Regions from separate parts of the Zea mays genome. Here region 1 is linked to region 2. Evidence: chromatin contacts called from public Hi-C data. All regions are on one chromosome and are shown on one strand. The core of a region is the stretch at or near the end of the contact, and the rest is flanking DNA. Distances in the headings are between cores, read along the strand shown.

Region 1 (4,645 bases), core at 603-3,102, 450 kb before region 2:
GCACCAAAGGTGCACCCCTTGGGTGTAGCTCCCGAGCTTTGAGTGGATTTTAGAAGTAATCCATTCAAAGGTCTTCATCTTTATGCTCTTGAACTCAGCATTTTGGCCTCAAGGTATTGTGAATCTGTTGGGTGCACCGAAGGTGCACCCAATGGGTGTAGCCCCCGAGTTTTGAGTGGATTTTAGAAGTAATCCATTCAAAGGTCTTCATCTTTATGCTTTTGAAATCAGCATTTCGGCCTCAAGATATTGTGAATCTGTTGGGTGCACCGAAGGTGCACCCAAAGGGTTTAGCCCCCGAGCTTTGAGTGAATTTTAGAAGTAATCCATTCAAAGGTCTTCATCTTTATGCTTTTGAAATCAGCATTTCGGCCTGAAGATATTGTGAATCTGTTGGGTGCACCGAAGGTGCACCCAATGGGTGTAGCCCCCGAGCTTTGAGTGGATTTTAGAAGTAATCGACTCAAAGGTTTCTGGTCATGCCTGTGGGTTCGTTGCATGGCCTAACTTTTTGTACTGTTGTTGGGTGCACCGAGCTTTGGGTGTAGCCCTAAGCTTTGGGTGGATTTTATGAAAGCGGTGTGCGACAAGGCCATGGACAAGGTTGTTCTTGCCGGGCGAATCCTGATGAGGAGGCCTGGTGTTGTGGTGCCTGAGGACATTGTCGCCGATGTTCTTGCTGCGCCCGCTGTTATGAGGAGACCTTCTCTTAATTAGTCAAGATCAGAGTTGGCAGCATCTTCACCAAATGTGTATCAACGCTCCTGTTAAGGGGGTTAGCTACTAACCCCAATGAAGACAATGCGATCAATATCAACCAACAAGATCAGAGTGGCGCAGCGGAAGCGTGTGTGGGTCCTAACCCACAGGTCCATGAGATCCTCAAGAATTGTATCGATTGGTCTCAAGCACCTGAAGGTCAAAGCAACCAATCCATAATTAAGCTGGCAGAGTTAAAGCTGAGTTAGAAGAAGCTATGAAAGAATAATTAACCAATCTCATTTTCTTGCTAGCCTCTTCTTGAATCTCGAGGACGAGATTCTGTTAAGGGGGTTAGATTTATAACACCCTGAATTTGGGGGTATAAAATTTATTTTCTAATATTCACCAAATTCAGGTGTTACCCTCTCTTTTTCTTGCTTTTCTTTTCTTTATTCTGAATGGTGAAGAGTAATTTTATATATGTATAAATTTTTAGCATAGTAAAATAAAATCCTGGAGAAAATTTTGGTTGTTGCATTTCATGCCGAAGCACAATTTTTGTCTGCTACCACATTTATGCTAGTTGGACACGATCTAAAATAAACAAATACATTCATATGTATATAAATATATATATATATATATATATATATATATATATATCTAAATAAAATGAGTAAATAGAAAAGGAAAAGAAGAAAGCAGACCCACTCCCCATTCCCTGACTGGTTCAGCAACCGTCCCACGTTGATGTATCATTTGAACCCCACGTCCCCTCAGCCTCGCTACTCTCTCACCCTTGCGCAGCCACCAACCGCTCCGGCGGACGCGGCAAGGCAGGGTCAGGCCTCTGCGCACGGCAGCTGGCCGACTGCAGCCGCTAGCCGTGGCCATGGCGGCGGCCAGCCATCAAGTTGCGTGCGCACTGCCTTCGGCCAAGGTTGGCTATGCAGTCCTCCGCGGCCTTGTGCTTGCTGCTAGTTTTTTTCCATTGGAGAAGAGACGGAGGAAGCATGAACCGTTTTGTGCGTGGAAGCAGGAAGGAACCGCATGGACCCCGCTTGCATGCCGACTCCCATGGTGTGTGTGCGTGAGGAGAAATTGCATGTGGAGCCCACGTACATGCATCCCAGCACATCGTGCATGCAGTGCCCGCGAGCCTCATGGACGAACCGCCGAGCCGCTCCTACCTACCACGCCACTCGCTCCCGCTCAGCCCCACGACGCGCGCCCATGCCACTCCAACTGCCCAGCCCACGCCCCACTTCTTCTCTATGCAGTTCAACGCTTGCCTTCCCTCGTTTTTTCCCATACACAGCAGCAGACGAAGAGGAGCCCGCACCCGGAGCTCCGCCAGCACCGAGCTCGACTCGCCACCCAGCCGTCTGCACTAGGAGCCTGCGCCCGGAGTTCCGCCCACGTCGTGCTCGGCCGCCGTCGACGGTCACCGTGAGCAGGTACCCTTTTCCCTTCTTCATCCCATGCCCCAGCGCCTGGCGCTCATCCTCCACTGCTCGCCATCGCGGCCGTCGACCTGCGCCTGCACCTCGCCGTCTACCTTTTTTTCCTCCCTCCCCTTCCGTTCCCTGCAGCCGAGCGGCCATGTCCAGTCGATGCAGCCTGGCCACCCACGGTGCAGCCCTGTGCTCCCGGTGCGGCTGTTCGCAGCCTTGCGCGGCGGCGTTCTCGCGGCTTGCCCGTGGCAGCCTGCACAGCAGCCGGCATGGTAGCTTGTGGCTTACCCGCATCAGCCCCGACGTGGCCCGACGTAGCCTGCGCGACGTGCCCGCGGCAACCCTGACGCAGTCTGCGTGGCGTAGCTGCAGCCTCACCGTCGCTCGTGCTGTACGTCGTACGCGCAACACGTCGTCGACTTGCCTCGCCGTCCGCCATCGTCGCAAGGTGAGAATTCTGCGTCTATTCCCTGCGCTAATTAATTTCCTACTTAGTTGTCGGTCATTAAATTGAATACTCAATTGGATCAAATTTATGATTTTAATTATGCGATTATAAATACGTGGTAATGTGATTTTAACAACTTAGATGTTGTATTTAATATCTATTTAGTGTTTAGTATAAAAACAACATTTAGTTAGTGATTCTCGCATGTTCTATCCGTACGACGATCGTGTGTGATGTTTATGTGTCGTCGTTCTCGCGAGTCGCGATTCGGGCGCTTTAAGAAATTGTTTATTAGCCACGAATTGTTAGCTATTCAATATATATTGTGTCATAAACCCGTTTTTATTCTCTTCAGTCGCGTCAACTCTGTAGCAACGTCGATTTTGTAGTAGTAATGTTATCTAGTCATGTCGCAAGTTTAATTGATTAATTAATTATCCACATTTTCGGTATTCTATAGTTATTCAAAAACGATCTTCTAATTAAAACTAGGTTGTAGTTTTTAACTCGGGTTTTTATAAATACTAATGTTAATTAACTTGATTAATACCAGCTTAAATACTTTTAATTAATTATTTGTTCGTTGTTGTTCACGCACGACATCGTTTGTGCGTCATTTGCTCGCATGTCGCACGCTGTCTTGCGTATTGTCTCGCGTGCCGTAATGTTGTTTCGCATATGTCGTCGTGTGTCATTCGCGAGTGTCGCGTGTGCCGGTCGCACATGTCGTTGCACGTTGTTCGCGTGTGTCGCGCGACGTCTGCGCGTGATAATAAATTGTTTTTCGCTTATAAACACTCATATTAATAAGGTTAACTCGTGAGGTTATATATTTTAGATAATTAACATAAGATTCGCTCGATTAATATTTATTAGATTATTGTTCTAACTAGATTAAATGTGTAGTGTTCCACTTGGGCTTTTATAATAAATATTAACATGACAAATATTATCTTAACTACTTTCTATTTATTTAACATTTGTTTAGTATAAACGTGTCACCTATTTAGTTTTCTCACCTGTCGCGCGTGCTGTTCTGCACGTGGCGTGCTCGTTCGCGCTGTTTCGTGTGTCGTCAGTGTGATATGTCGCGCGTGTCCGCGCGTCGTTTGCACGCTGTCGTGTTGGGTTCGCCGTTGTCACGTTGTATACGCGTGTCGCGCGTGATGCGCGCGCTAGGTAACGTGCGGTCGTGCTGTTTCGAGCGTTACGTATTTCATCTCGCTCCGCTAATTCGTCCCACTTAGAGTCGCTGATGTTATTTAAATTACTTATTTAACTAAGAATTGTTAGTGTGGTCAGCTAATTAAAACAGTGCGGTAGCTCTAGTTTCATTTTAAATAAATATTGATTAATATAATCAGGTCAAACTAAATGTTATGATTAATACTCGTTTAGTGTAGACACGATAACTTCTCGACCGCCTCGCGTGACCGTAGTAACGCTCTCTATTTCGTTTTGCATATTTTATTATGTTTTTATTTGAATGGTGTAATGTTCTTATGCATATATATATATATATATATATATATATATATATATATATATATATATATATATATATATATATATATATATATGTGTGTGTGTGTGTGTGTGTGTTTGTTTGTGCGTGTTTGTATTCGTTGTGCGTCGCGAATAGATTGTGATCCGTTTCCGAGCTTCGAGGGATCGAAGATCAAGCTTCGGCGACCAAGAGATAAAAACTCTTCGAGTTCTAGGAGATTGAAGACCCCGAGCATCTGTTTGGTGAAGGCAAGTGTCCTCTGACCCATACATATTTTATAATTCACTGTCCCGCATTACATTATTCAAACCTAAGGATTGACTAGTCTGTATTTACCTTATCCTTGTTTACCTTTTGGGTTATCATGGTTAGCCTTATGCTATTGCTTTAACTTAATCAATGAACATGATGTGATTATTTATGATACGATAACGTTATCCCGATGATGATATTGTGATACTCTAGGGGGCTCAGGCCATTTTCCTGAGTACCTCTCCGTAAGGACCTGTTCGTGGAGTGACTACCCGGGATAAC
Region 2 (5,307 bases), core at 349-2,848:
TCGAGAAACCAAATTCAGTTTACACAGAAATTCTCGTTTCTCTTTTTATGTGACGCCAACGCCGCGCACCGATGACGCGTACGACCGAGATCAATTGCTGTTGAACGCGGAGCAGACGTCCCTGACCTCGCCGGCGTCGTCCCCGGTGATGGCGCCGATGGTGCCCATCTTAACCATGGCGGCCGCGAAGTCCTGCTCGAAGCTGCCCGCCCAGGGGCCCAGGTACGCGTCGACGAGCGCGCGGGTGGCGTTGCTGTTGGCCAGCGCGGCGTCGGAGGCGATGACGGCGAGGCCAGAGCGGATGTTCCGGAGGATGGAGTCGTCGAAGTCGCTCTCGCTGCCGCGGTCCAGCGCCAGCCGCGTGTTGAAGTTGCCCGGTGGGCACCGGTCCTCGAGCTCCGCCAGGAACGACGCCGGGATCGACGGGTCCGGCCCCCTCCCGCCGCTCGGCAGCGGGTAGCTGTAGAGCCGGTCCTTCACGAAGAAGCACGCCGTCGTGCCCACCGTGTGCGCCGCTGCGGCCGGTCTCGTTGCACTGTCATGCGCGTCCATGTCCATATGCACGTAGTGAAGGTGAAGTACCTACCTGTGAGGAGGACGAGGTCGCGGTCGTCAAGTCCGCTCGCGGCGAAGCGTGACCGGAGCACGCTGATAGAGTCACCGGCGTCCGGCAGCACGTCGGCGTCGCGGATGTTAGAGGTCAGCCCGTCGCGCCGCCCCGTGGGCACGTCGAACGACGGCCCGCCCGTCTGATGGCATGGCATGCATTCCAGTTTCCAGCGCGTCAGCAGGTACTCTACCATCATGCATCTACCTAGCTAGGTAATACTATATGTTACCATGGCGACGGCGTCGCGCGCGGCGAGCGCGATGATGTCGGCGCAGGAGACGACGCCGGGGCACTGGTCCTCGAGCTGCGCCTTGGCGGCGTCCACCACGTTCTGGCCGCGCAGGCCCTGGTTCTTGCCGTTGTCCACCTCCGCGTCGTTGCTGGCGCTCCTGATGAGCACCGACGCGTCGCACCCCTGCATATATATTGCCGGCGCGCCGGCGAACACACACAGACACGTAAAAGCTAGTAAGTATTAATCGGCCGGATGGTGCTCACACACAGACACACGTACGTACCTTGACGAAGCAGTCGTGGAACTGGAGGCGGAGCAGCGCGGGGAGGATGGTGGGGTCGTTGCCGGCGGCGTCCTGGACGGCGGCGGTGACCGTGTCCTCGGCGTCCGGGCAGTAGTCGGAGTAGAAGCCCACCTGGAGCTGGGCACGGGAGACGCCAACTCCAACAAGCAACAGAGACAACACCATCGATGATGCGATGTGCGCCGCCGCCGCTCCAGCTCCGGACGCCATGCCGCCTCGTCTGGCCGCCATTGTTGGTAGCTCCAAATTAAACTAATGCAACTTGCTGGCCTAGGCCGACCCGGCTCTAATGGACGGCATATATGGCTAGCCGTGGAACTTGTCTTGAGAAATGTCTACACTCGCATCCCACATGTGGCTTCCAATCCATACGGATTGCTGGACTCACGCAGCATGAGTATAGTACCAAACAAGCTGCCAAAATCTTGAAGGGATGAGAGTTATTGTTCGTTTTGGATTAAAGCTACCTATTCAGAATGTTGCAGCTGCAATTCATAAAGACAAAACACTGTAGAAACTAGTATAAATTAAAGCCAAGCGAACAAGCTCGACAACTTGACGGAGGCGCGGTTTGGACTGATCTTGACGACAAGGTGAGCTCATTGGCAATTTTTGGTAGCCTTGTTATCATATCAAATAAAATCTTATAAAATTTAAATGAAATAAACGACGATCTCAACATATGGTTTTATTTTATAGTTTTACAAATACTTAATTTCTTGACTCAATACGAATTTCAACCTCCTCCGTAAGCAGCGCGGGATCTATGGGGTTTTACCGGTGTCGACCCCCATAAAATTTACAAATCTTTTAATAAAATATTGTTAAAGTTAGAAATATTATATTATATATAGAAGTTGATTCCAATGACCCCAATAATATTTTTGATTAGATTCGTCAATGTCCGTAAGCCTCATTGTTCTCTCAATATTGAAAATGGTGCCACATCATAAAAATGTCTATTGGCAGCTTGTTAAGGCCACTTCGTTAGAGCTCCCACTAGCTTAGCTCCAATGGCTCTGTGTGAGAAGGAGAGAGAAATGCTCCCGTGAATGTTACGTGAACAGTGTAGTTATATTAGACTATTTCTAACAGATTACACATTCTCATACCTATATTCAAACTCTATTATGCGAACGGTACAATATACAATACAGAACTTACAAAAACGATGTTTTGAGTAAACTATGGATCAAATGCTGGACACAGTCTTACAGTAGCTGAAATCGATGGCAGCTCTACCCAAAAATGTCCCAGATGCAAATGAAACCTGGATAAAACTCCACTAAGTTATTGTAATGGCCTTTTTGATCCACATCGGTAAAGTTTAGGTACACTTTTAATAAACTTTATCACTTAGAGAACAAACACGAATACTAAAAGGTGCTAAAAGGTATTAAAAATAAAGTTCTAAACTGTAGCACCCATTAGTAAGAGATGTCTATATGTAATATATAAAAAGAATTTTATCTATCTTGCTATTACAAAAAAGTTGGAATGCCTAAATAAATCCGCAGGTAGCCATCGACGCGCATGATTTGGCTGAGCTCATGAGTAATGGCATCATTGCTGCTTGCACCTCCATTATGTCATCTGGTGAAGTGGTGATTGGGACGGCATTCTCAGAATCTCAATGCTATATTTGGACCGGATGCTTTTAGGATGTTTTTAATAATCATCGAACAAGTGTTCTTTCCTATTTAGATCCTATTTTAGTAAAAAAAAATCGATCCTTTTTTATTATATCTTATTTTTACTTCTATATTGAGAATTACTCTATGTATTAACTGACATAAAACCAATAATGTCAAGCTCGATATTATAAGTAATTCCTACCTCGAATCGGTTAATAACAGATAGTACGATGCTACGAAGTGGGTTCTTATCCTAGTTGGCATATTTATACTCTCACTATCGCGAGAATGGCTCAATAGATCGGTAATGGTTGAGAATTTTCATGAAATGGGTGACAAAATGAGAATGGAGAACAAAACTAGAAATGGTTGAACTGAAAATCCCGATTGGTTGAATAAAACCGAGGTGGCTGACATCAATTCCATCGAATGGATGAACAAAACGTGAATGGCTGACATAAATTTTATAGAATGATTGAAATCGTGAAGATGGCTTGAGCGCAACTGAGCACACAACACAGATGGAAGGGGTGTGCGCAGGAGACCAAGGCGGGTGCGCTCGGTCGGTTGGTTGGACCAACATCTAGGTCGGTCGGTCTAGATGATGTATCGATGGGTCCATCACCTAGGTGACGACATATACGGAAGCGTTATTCATCATCTAGGCTGATCCTGAGCCGTCATATCCGAACTAGACAGACACCTGTGTGCACCCGTCCAAACCACACAACCACCTTAGCACGCATGTAAATTGCATCCAGTTCTCTCGTGGGTCCATAAATGCATTCATGATTCACTATTCACTTAAAATTTGATATCTATCAAACTGTGTGTCGAAATTGAAATCAATTTCGCGACGAAAACTTCAAAACTAGATTCCACTTGACATATTTATCTCACTTCCACTATCATCACAAGAATGGCTGAGAGAACTATCATGAAATGGTTGCTAAAATAAGAATGGCTGAACAAAATCGAGGTGGCTGACATCAATTCCATGAAACAGTGAACAAACACGAATGGCTGACATCAGCTTTATATAATGGCTGAAATTGACTCGAGGGAGCGTACATGCGTGGGTGGAAGGGTGTGTGCAGGGGACCGAGCGCGGGTGGTCGAACCCACAGCTAGGTCGATTGGTTTAGGAATATGCAAAGAATATGGTTCGAGTCCTACTCTCTTGTGCTTCCTATCTTAGTGCAAATAAAAGCTACCACATATGTGTTGTTTTTGCTTGTTCCACACTAGTACAGAGAAACTCTATACCGGCGGTTCTAAATATATTTGTACTGTCTTTTTTCATAACTGCCAACGCTAGAGGCTAGTATAAATAATATTTTTCATATCTATTAATTGAGAACCGCCAGTGAAAACTTTCACTTACGGTGTCTTAAAAACCGCAAGTAGAAATCCTTTCCACTTAGTTTTAAATAGCAAAAAAATATTTTAACTAGGGGAGGCCCCATCCACTCTACGATGTCCATGGGATTTGACCTGCTGACTCACCCTTGTATGAATCCTCTTCTACCATCGCACCCATGTCATGCCATGTGCCTAGAAAGCGATTTTGTTGCTCACGTATTATAACCAGCGGAATGTAAATTTATTATTTGAGGCCTTAAATGAATTCTAAAAAGAAGTTGTATACTGCAAAGTTGAATAACTTTTGAAGTTCTGCAACTTTTATTTCGATACCTTTTCCATTCGAGGTTGTTTAACAGATTTGTATTTTAAATTTGACATATTCAAATTTAATTCTTGAGAACCGAAATGATCTCAAATAAAAAAATGTCAACTACAAAGTTTCATAACTTTTAGAGATCAACAACTTTTTTGCTATTTTTTTATACGAGGCCATTTGGAATTCTCAAAAAATCAAGTTAAAAATGATTTCTAGTGTCGGTTTTTTAAGAAAACCATATATAAAAATATACATCGGTTTTTTTTAAAAAAATCCGCTAACAGATTTTCTTAAGAACTGACATTAGAAATATGATTTTTATAGACAGATTTATTAAGAAACCGTATGTACAAATAACACTGATGTTGATAACCGAATCCTTATAAACCTCGTCGTAGACTTATACTCCCTCCGGTGCAGTAAAAGAAGTCATCGTGATCGAGCGTGCACAAAAAGAAGTCATAGTGCGCGCGGGTCTGGGATTTGGACGTTGTTGCCCCTAGTAATTGCACAAAAAAATATGCACTTAAGAGAAATCGAACTTGAGACCTCCAGTCTAGAATGCCTTGGAGCTGCTGCAGCAACCAATCAAGCCTGATTGTTTTGGTGACATTAATGCACACATATCTCTATTTAATAGGGCCAAACAGGGAAAACTCTATGATAATTAATCACTCCTTGGTATGCACAATCATGTCCTAAACGACTAACTTTACTGCACTGGAGGGAGTAGACATATAACCGAATCCTTATAAACATCGCCGTAGACTTATAGCTGCTTTCTACGTCTTTCCCACCAGACCACCACGACGCTGGACGTTTTTGGGAACGGTAAAACCCACG

Evidence for each region. Hi-C and Micro-C count contacts between places; a contact is called where the count stands out from the background.
Region 1: a contact with region 2 is called in a Hi-C map of tassel, with 3 times the contacts expected there. The contact joins the enhancer-like site here to the promoter of LOC103629160 in region 2. A contact is called at or near these places in 4 of 25 Hi-C or Micro-C datasets (ear, leaf and tassel).

The regions. Positions count from the first base shown.
Region 1 is chr6:31,640,193-31,644,837 of Zm-B73-REFERENCE-NAM-5.0, reverse strand. No RefSeq gene overlaps it. Among protein-coding and RNA genes, the nearest start is that of LOC100283852, 220 kb to the right of the region's middle. Within about 2 kb of position 1,852, at least 13 of the 20 cell types and tissues checked have an H3K27ac peak or open chromatin away from gene starts, as enhancers often do. A contact at or near this core is called in ear, leaf and tassel, where this site is marked.
Region 2 is chr6:31,194,138-31,199,444 of Zm-B73-REFERENCE-NAM-5.0, reverse strand. LOC103629160 (peroxidase 43) reads right to left here and starts at 1,598. Exons shown (of 4, transcript XM_008650336.4): 1 at 1,129-1,598; 2 at 840-1,025; 3 at 587-749; 4 at 1-515. The coding sequence starts at 1,380. The coding sequence ends at 91.